Linked DNA regions of Cricetulus griseus: region 2 is linked to region 1. A link is a contact called in public Micro-C data. All regions are on one chromosome and are shown on one strand. Each heading gives the region's core, a stretch centred on a gene start, on an enhancer-like site or on the middle of the called end of the contact. The rest is flanking DNA. Distances are from core to core; before and after follow the strand shown. Region 1 has its middle 37 kb from the start of F2rl1. Region 2 holds the start of Iqgap2 (ras GTPase-activating-like protein IQGAP2).

Evidence for each region. Hi-C and Micro-C count contacts between places; a contact is called where the count stands out from the background.
Region 2: a contact with region 1 is called in a Micro-C map of the CHO-K1 cell line, with 4 times the contacts expected there. The contact joins the promoter of Iqgap2 here to the enhancer-like site in region 1. A contact is called at or near these places in 2 of 8 Hi-C or Micro-C datasets (both in the CHO-K1 cell line).

Annotation. Positions count from the first base shown.
Region 1 is chr2:314,224,948-314,228,792 of CriGri-PICRH-1.0, reverse strand. No RefSeq gene overlaps it. Among named protein-coding and RNA genes, the nearest start is that of F2rl1, 37 kb to the right of the region's middle. Within about 2 kb of position 1,607, at least 3 of the 6 cell types and tissues checked have open chromatin away from gene starts, as enhancers often do. A contact at or near this core is called in the CHO-K1 cell line, where this site is marked.
Region 2 is chr2:314,576,911-314,580,755 of CriGri-PICRH-1.0, reverse strand. Iqgap2 (ras GTPase-activating-like protein IQGAP2) reads left to right here and starts at 1,836. Exons shown (of 36, transcript XM_027401697.2): 1 at 1,836-2,160. The coding sequence starts at 2,115.

The DNA of each region.
Region 1 (3,845 bases), core at 358-2,857:
AGATGGCTCAGAGGTTAGGAGCACTGGCTGCTTTTCCTGAGTTCAATTTCCAGCAGCCTCGCGGTCTCTCACAACCATCTATAAATGAGATCTGCTGCCCTCTTCTGGCCTGCAGGCATACATGAAGACAGAACACTATACAGAATAAAAATAAATCTTTAAAAAATAAATAAAGATGCAAAGGACACAAGATGGAGAGAAAATGTACACATGCCTCTCTCTCCTCTTCACTCCTCTGACCGCTGCCTTCCTCAGAGGTGACCACATCCAGTACATCACAAAACATGCTGTATTTCTGAGCAGGCATCTACACATAGATGCATGTTCCCCTGCACATTGTATTTTGCAGAAAACCTTTAATCATTGCCTAGGCTATACTCATTGGACATGCCTCTCAATATACAGGGGACACTAATTTGGGGGACTCCCTAGTAGTCAAACACATGCATTTACATCATTGGAGGACTTTATTTCCTTTATATTAAGCTTTTTTCTTTTTTCTTCCTGAGACAGGGTTTCTCTGTTTAGCCCTGGTTGTCTTGGAACTTGCTTTGTAGACAAGGCTGGCTTCACACTTAGAGATGATCCTCCTGTCTCTGCCTCCCAAGTGCTGGGGTTAATTGGTATGCCACCAATTTTATGCTTTTATGAGCAAATACTTTGTCAATAATTTTCTTTAAATTTTTCTTCATATTATGCTGATCTATTAAGATTACATGAAGGGCCTGGAGAGATGGGTCACAGGTTAGGAGTGCAGCTGCCCTTGCAGAGGACCAGGGTTTGAATCCTAACAGCTACTTGTGGACACTGTTTGTGTGTGGTGGTGCATATACATGCGTGCAAGCAAAACACTCACACACATAATATAATTGTAAAATCTTGTTTGTTTGCTTGTTGAGTCAGGGTTTCTCTTTGTAGCCTCACCCCTTTTATCCCAGCACAAAGGAAGGCAAATCTCTGTAAGTTTGGCAAGCCTGGTCTACAAAGCAAGTTCCAGGACAGCTAGGGCTGTTACATACAGAAACCCTATCTCAAATGAAACAAACAGACAAACAAAAACAGAACCTTTAAAAATAATTTTTAAAAATTATTATACGTAAATCTGATTTCAGGATGACAAAGGGGACATTGAAAACATTTTTCTTGAGGGCTAGGCTTCTGGTTCAGTGGTAAGGCACTTGCTTAGCATGTATGAGGCCCTGAGTTCAATCCCTGCTACTAAAAATAAAAATTTTCTTTTTCTGTGGGCTAGGTGTCTTACTCTACTCGGTGATGACGCATCTGCTTAGGATGTGTGAAGAAATTAGATTCACCCCCCAGCACTCTGTGTGTGTGAGAGTGTATGTGTATATATGTGTATGTGTGCATGTGTGTGTGTGAGCATTATGTGTGTGCATGCATGTATATTTGTGTATGTGAGTGTATGTGTGTATGTATTGTGTGCTCATGGTGTATATACATATATGTGTGGGGTGTGTGTCTGAGTATATGTGTATGTGGTGTGTGAGAATCCTGGAGGTTTTCCTTATCAATAGTGTTCAGTGACTCATAGTATGAGCCAACTGTAAAGCAGAACCTCATTGTCCCCAGCAGTCCTGAGTGGAGCCCAACCTCCTTTCTGCCTGGCCTGGGCCCCTCTAACAGGGAACTCTGCGGTGAGTTCAGGCTTCCTGCCCACTTTCGGCAGGAACCTTCTAAGTTAGGGAAGAAGGTTCTTGGTTACAAACAATGGAGGCCTGCTGAGGCAAACAAACAGAAAAGGAATGTTTTATCGGCATGCTGGGTATCTCAATAGGATTGGTAGGAATGTTGGAGAACCACAATGGAGAAGGGGTCAGGCATCTGGGGAAGCAAAAGAGTGGAATGAGAATTCAGCTAGATCTTGCCACAGCCATAGGGAGAGTGAGGACAGGGCCTCTGGACATTGGCTGTGGCTCATCCTGAACTTTTAACTCCACTGCCCGGGAAATGACCTCATTCTTCCCAGCCGTTTGTACCACAAACAAAGAGTCAACCAGGCTGGCTAAGGGGTGAGTGACCAGCTTGCCTGTGGTGGTTTGAATAAGAATACCACCCTGGAGAGATGGCTCAGTGGTTAAGAGCACTAACCTTTCTTCTAAAGGTCCTGAGTTCAATTCCCAGTAACCATACAGTGGCTCACAACCACCTTGAATGAGATCTGGTACCCTCTGCTGGCATGCAGGCACAAGACTGTATACATAATAAATAAAATTTTTTAAAAAAGAAAAAAACATTAAAAAAAAATTCCACGCTCCCCACCCACCCCCAGACTCATGCATTTGAATACTTGGTCCTTAGGGAATGGCACTATTAGGAGGTCCCTTCCTAATGTGGCTTTGCTGGAGTAGGTGTGGCCCTGCTGGAGGAAGTATGTCACTAGGGTATGGGTTTTGAGATCTCAAGAACTCGGGTCACTTCCTGCTGCCTGCCCATCTGGATGTATAGCTCTTAGCTCTTTCTCCTGTACCATGTCTGCCTGCACACTGCCATTCTTTCTGCTATGATGATAATGGACTAAACTGTTAGGATTTATTGGTGGCACACCAAGCACTAGATCTCACACAAAAAGTTTATTGGGGGAAGGAAGAATGAAAGGCCATCTTGGAGTGGGGGCATGAGAAAGAAATAGAGATAGAGAGGAGAGACAGACAGGGACAGACAGAAAGACTGGAAGACAGAGAGAATGAACAAGAGAGGGCTGTGATGTTGGAAGGGACCTTTTAAAGGGTACCCATGTTGCATAGGGAAAATACACAACTCATAGTGACAGTGGAAATGTGCCCCGCCTAGCAGTGATGAGTAATGAGTACCTGAAGGGTAGACTGGCGGAGTGCCTGATTTCTGACATAAACCTATGAACTGTAAGTCAGCCCCAATTAAATGTTTTCATTTATTTATTTATTTATTTATTTATTTATTTATTTATTTATGGTTTTTCAAGACAGGGTTTCTCTGTGGCTTTGGCGGCTGTCCTGGAAAATGTTTTTCTTTATAAGAGTTGCCATGGTCATGGTGTCTCTTCACAGCCATAGAAATCCTAAAACACTGGCCAAGATTGGGGATGGGGGTCACTTTCGATGGTGAACTACTTCCGCTTCCAAAGTAGTGTACTTTTCAGTAGCCCACACCACAGAGGTGCACACCATGTCCAGGGGGACACTGCATTTCAGGAAACAATTTACGTCCAAATAGATGTCTTCTCTATCTTCTGCCACTTCCTTGACAGTTGCTCTTTTACCCCTGACCTTCCTCTCCATAGTAGTTTAAATATAAATGGTCCCAATAGCCTCAAGTATTTGAACGCTTGGTCATTAGGGAATGGGGCTACCCTACAGGGATTGGGAGGTGTGGCCTTATTGGAGTAGGTGTGGCCTTGTTGGAGAAGTATGTCACTGGGGATGGGCTTTGGGGTTTCAAATGCTCGACCTATGCCTCTCTCTCTTTCTCTCTCTCTGTCTCTCTCTCTCTCTCTCTCTCTCTCTCTCTCTCTCTCTCTCTCTCTCTCTCTCTCTCTGCCTGACAACACAGATGCAGATGTAGAACTCTCAGTTACCTCTCCAGCACGATGTCTGCCTGCATGCTGCCATGCTTCCCGCCAAGATGATAATGGACTAAAACTCTGAACTCTAAGCCAACCGCAATTGTTTCCTTTGTAAGAGTCGCTGTGGTCATGATGTCTCTTCACAGCAATAGAACATTAACCAAGGCACTCACCAACTTTATTCTCTAGATAGAAAATACTCTGTGCATTGTGGGAGGCAAGGGATGGAAATTATATACAACGGAACTGTGGTCACCTAGAGGTGTCTGATCCTATTTCTTTC
Region 2 (3,845 bases), core at 587-3,086, 350 kb before region 1:
CTCCAGACTTCACTTTTCCTCACCTCTAGAACATCCTGCAATTCTCATCTCAAAACCAAGAAATACTGGGTGGTTGTAATGGCCCTCATAAGCAACCCCAGCATTTGGGAGGTTGAGGCTGTGGGATATGGAGTTGGAGGACCAGCTTAGGGTCAGGGCAAGATACTGTCTCAAATAAACAAACACCAATTCCACCCTGGCAAGCCTTTACGAGCTCTCAGGGGTTCTTCAATGGTCATACCCAGTGTTCTTGGTCTGACATTGAGAAAGTCCTCTACAGTCTAGTTAGAGCTTTCCACCTCCTCTCCTCCCCTCCCCTTCCCTCCCCTTCCCTCCCGTCCCCTCCCGTCCCCTCATCTCCCTCAGGTTCCAACCCATTGTCTCCCCGCCCTTGTCTGTCTCCTAGGAAAGGATATTCTCCACCCAGCTCTTGCCTATTCTTCAAACTCATCCTGACGCCACACTTTATCATCTTCTCAGGCCATTGTGGTTTACAGTGATTTAGCCCCACCTCTAGAAACAAACACTATGTACTTCTTGAGGCCCTAAATGCTGTGCATGAGGAGTTCCTTTTTGATATACAGAGAAGACTGCATTTTAGAGATCAACATGGTGTCTCTTGAGACACGGAAGAACCCTGGTTAACAGGATGACTTCGGGATTAGCATCACTGCTTCAGACTGTGGCCATTTCCCTCTCTGAGTTGCCCTTAGCATTTAGAGGCATCTACTTTTTGAGAGAGAAAAATCCCTTTCATCACATTCCAACTAGGTGAGAATTCAATGACCCCAGGAAGAAAAAAAAAAAAATCCAATGAGATCCAAGTCCAATCTAAACTCTTCGTGCCCATCTGCTTCGTGCCCATAAGCTGGCTTGTGAGAAAAGCACAAGTTCAGGAGCCTCAACCCAGACCAACCGAACTGGAAACTGAGGGTGTATCTCCCAGAAAACGGCTGGCCTCTCTTTGTGGCTTGCTCAATTAATGGTGACTAGTGTCGCTAGACCACCGTTCTTCAGCTAAATTATCTTTTTCGATTATTTGTTTCAGTCACGTGATCACGCACATGCCTCACATTTGTAAAAAAGCGAGAGCCCAGGTTTAGAGGGGCTCCACATTCCTCCAGGTTCCAAGCGACCGCGTGAAACCCCGGCTTTTAAAACAGCCACTTGTGGTTTCTGTCTCGAACGCTGAGCCGGAAAGGGGTTTGTGGTTGTGCGACCCCGGCTGGGCCTGAGCGACAGTTTTGCACTTTGGGGCGGCCTGGCAGAGGGGACTAGGGGATGACTGGCAGTTGTGTTCTGAGTGTTATTTGGAGACTGTTTATCTTGCCGCTCCAGCATGCGCACTAGCTCACCCTTACCGTTTCTTAAAAAAAAAAAAAAAAAAAAAAAAAAAAAAAAAAAAAAAAAAAAAAAAAAAAAAAAAAAAACAATCCTGTGCCTCGTAGACCAAAAGTCACAAACAACTTTCGTTTAAACCCCCAAATCCGAAAGCAGGCGGGGAGGTGGCGTCCCCGTGCAATCTCCTTAGAGGAAAAGGAACTGCAGTGTTTGTCCCCCAGTCACTGAGCAACACCCCGGCGAAGAGGGTGCCTGTGGTCTTGTGTGTTTTTTCTTGTTCTTCCCTGAGTTGGTTCACTTCCATCCTCCGAACGCTCCAAGGCGCCCTCCAGCTGTGCGTTGGGCCCCAGCTGTAGGGGTCTGGGCTGTCTCTCAGCCCCTTCCTCTCCCGGGAGGCGGGTCCTCGCTCCCCTGCGCTTCGCTGGGAGTCCCGTAGGGGTCGCTGCTCGGCGGCGCGCTCCCACCGAGCGCGGTGAATAACGGGGCCGGGCGGGAGGAGAAAGGAAACCTGCTGGAGGAGGCGGCGCGGCCCGCGGGCGGGCGGGCGAGCGAGGGAGGAGAGAGTTCACTTTTGCCCCGGTGTCAGCAAGACGCGGCCGCCGCGGGCGCGGGCGAAGGAGCACCGAAGGAGCCGGTCGGCCAGCTCGGGAAAGCCGGGCGAGGGCAGCCGGAGGCGGATCGGAGCGCGCCCGCGGGGCGCGGAGCCGGCGAGCCTGGCCAGCGAGGGGAACCACGGGGGGCGCGCCCCGGGAGGGCCCCCGGAGCAGCGGAGGATGCCGCACGAAGAGTTGCCGTCGCTGCAACGGCCCCGCTATGGCTGTGAGTGCGCGGGCTCCCGCTGATCTTGGGCACCCCTCTCCCTGGGACGGCGTTGGGGAGGCCGAGGGGGGCCGAGTGCACGCCGCGGAGGGGCAGCGGCTGGCAAAGTTGGGAAGTGGAATTGCAAAGGAGCAGAGCTCCTATTTCCGCCCCTGTCCTCCAAATTCCTAACCGCAGCTTCCAGGCACGTCCCTCCACCCCGCAAGCCTCAGCGGCGCTAGTGCAGACCAGATTGTGGTTTAGGGGCGTCAGGTGAAGAGCCCGCCTAGCTCCTGGCGCTGCCGGCTAGGGCCAGCGGGTGGCGTAGGGTCTGATGCTTCCCACCCTTAAGGGGCGGAAAGTTTGTTTGCTGTGGCTACAGGTGGGCTCCGCAAGTACTGTGCCTGCGCGCTCTGCAAGAGGTGAAGGCACTTTGCTGGAAGGGCAGGCTTCTCCTCCTAGCCTCTTATGGGCCTCAACCTGAGCTGCTAGAGCCACTTTTGGGCCCCTCAGGTGTGAGGCCCTTCCAGCCAAAGCCCACAGGGACATGTCCCGCCCCCAGCCACTCTCCTGGAGGCTCTCCCCGCCCCCGATCTCGCGCGCGGGAGGATTTCTGTGAGGATGAACTGGGAGCCTGTTTGACTTGAAGGTGGTGGTGTCTGTTACCCGGGCTGCCGGCGGAAAGAGGTGGCTTTGACTAACAAGAGGGAGCCAGATTATCACCAACCACGTGGTCCCATGTGCAGAGTTCAGAGTCCTAAATATGTGCTAGGAAGTATTTCCTTTAAAACAAACAGAAAGCTGGCTTTTTCTCCAGGGTTGGCCCTGTCGGCAAACCCATGGCCGAGAACCACGGGTTAATCTTTTCCTTAGATTGGCCTTGGTAGCAGAAGTACCAGGTTTAGGTTAAGGTGGTAATTTCTGCAGGAGAGTTAGTGTGTTCATGTGTTTTGGGGTGTTTGGGAGGGACACGGATAAAATCTTTGCAAGAGGGTCTCCAACTTCCTAAGTCATTTACACACACACACACACACACACACACACACACACACACACACACACACACACACATCCCAGTCTTGGAGTGGACTGTCGGGGGTGGGAGGTTCGGTTCTTTCTTTTTTTTTTTTTTTTTTTCCTTGTGACAGCAAGAAGGAGCCAGCTGCAGCTTCGGTAAAGTGAGAAAATGCAATCAGCTTGACCCAGCATTTTGCAGCCTGGGCCAGTTTGCTGTTGGTAAACCACACATAGAGCTCCCGGGGCTGGAGGAGGAGCCCTGTGCTCATCTGGCGGTTGCAGTGGCAACCTCAGGCCTTTCACGTGACAAGCTCTTGGAGCATAAGGTGGTTTCACTGTGTCGAGCAGTAAGATGACTATGAAGTCTGTAAACTAGGTGAGCACACATTACAACATGGTTTGGCATCACATGGTCTGTTATCCCTCACTAGTGATGCCTGGTGCAGAGGTGATGAATGTGGCCCAGGAATGCAGCCTTTCCATTCGCCCCTGCATGGGCATCTGAAGTGGTGCCTGGTTTTTTATTGAATCAGCCTGTTGCTTCAGCTTGTTTTAAAAGACCAATCAAGGCGGCATAAATCTGGCAAGCCTGAAGCTGCTCTGTAGAGTCTCTTTCCTTGGAAATCTTCTTCTAACTTTTTGTGATAATCTGGCATTGCAGGGTAGAGCACCATTGTTGGAGTGATTTA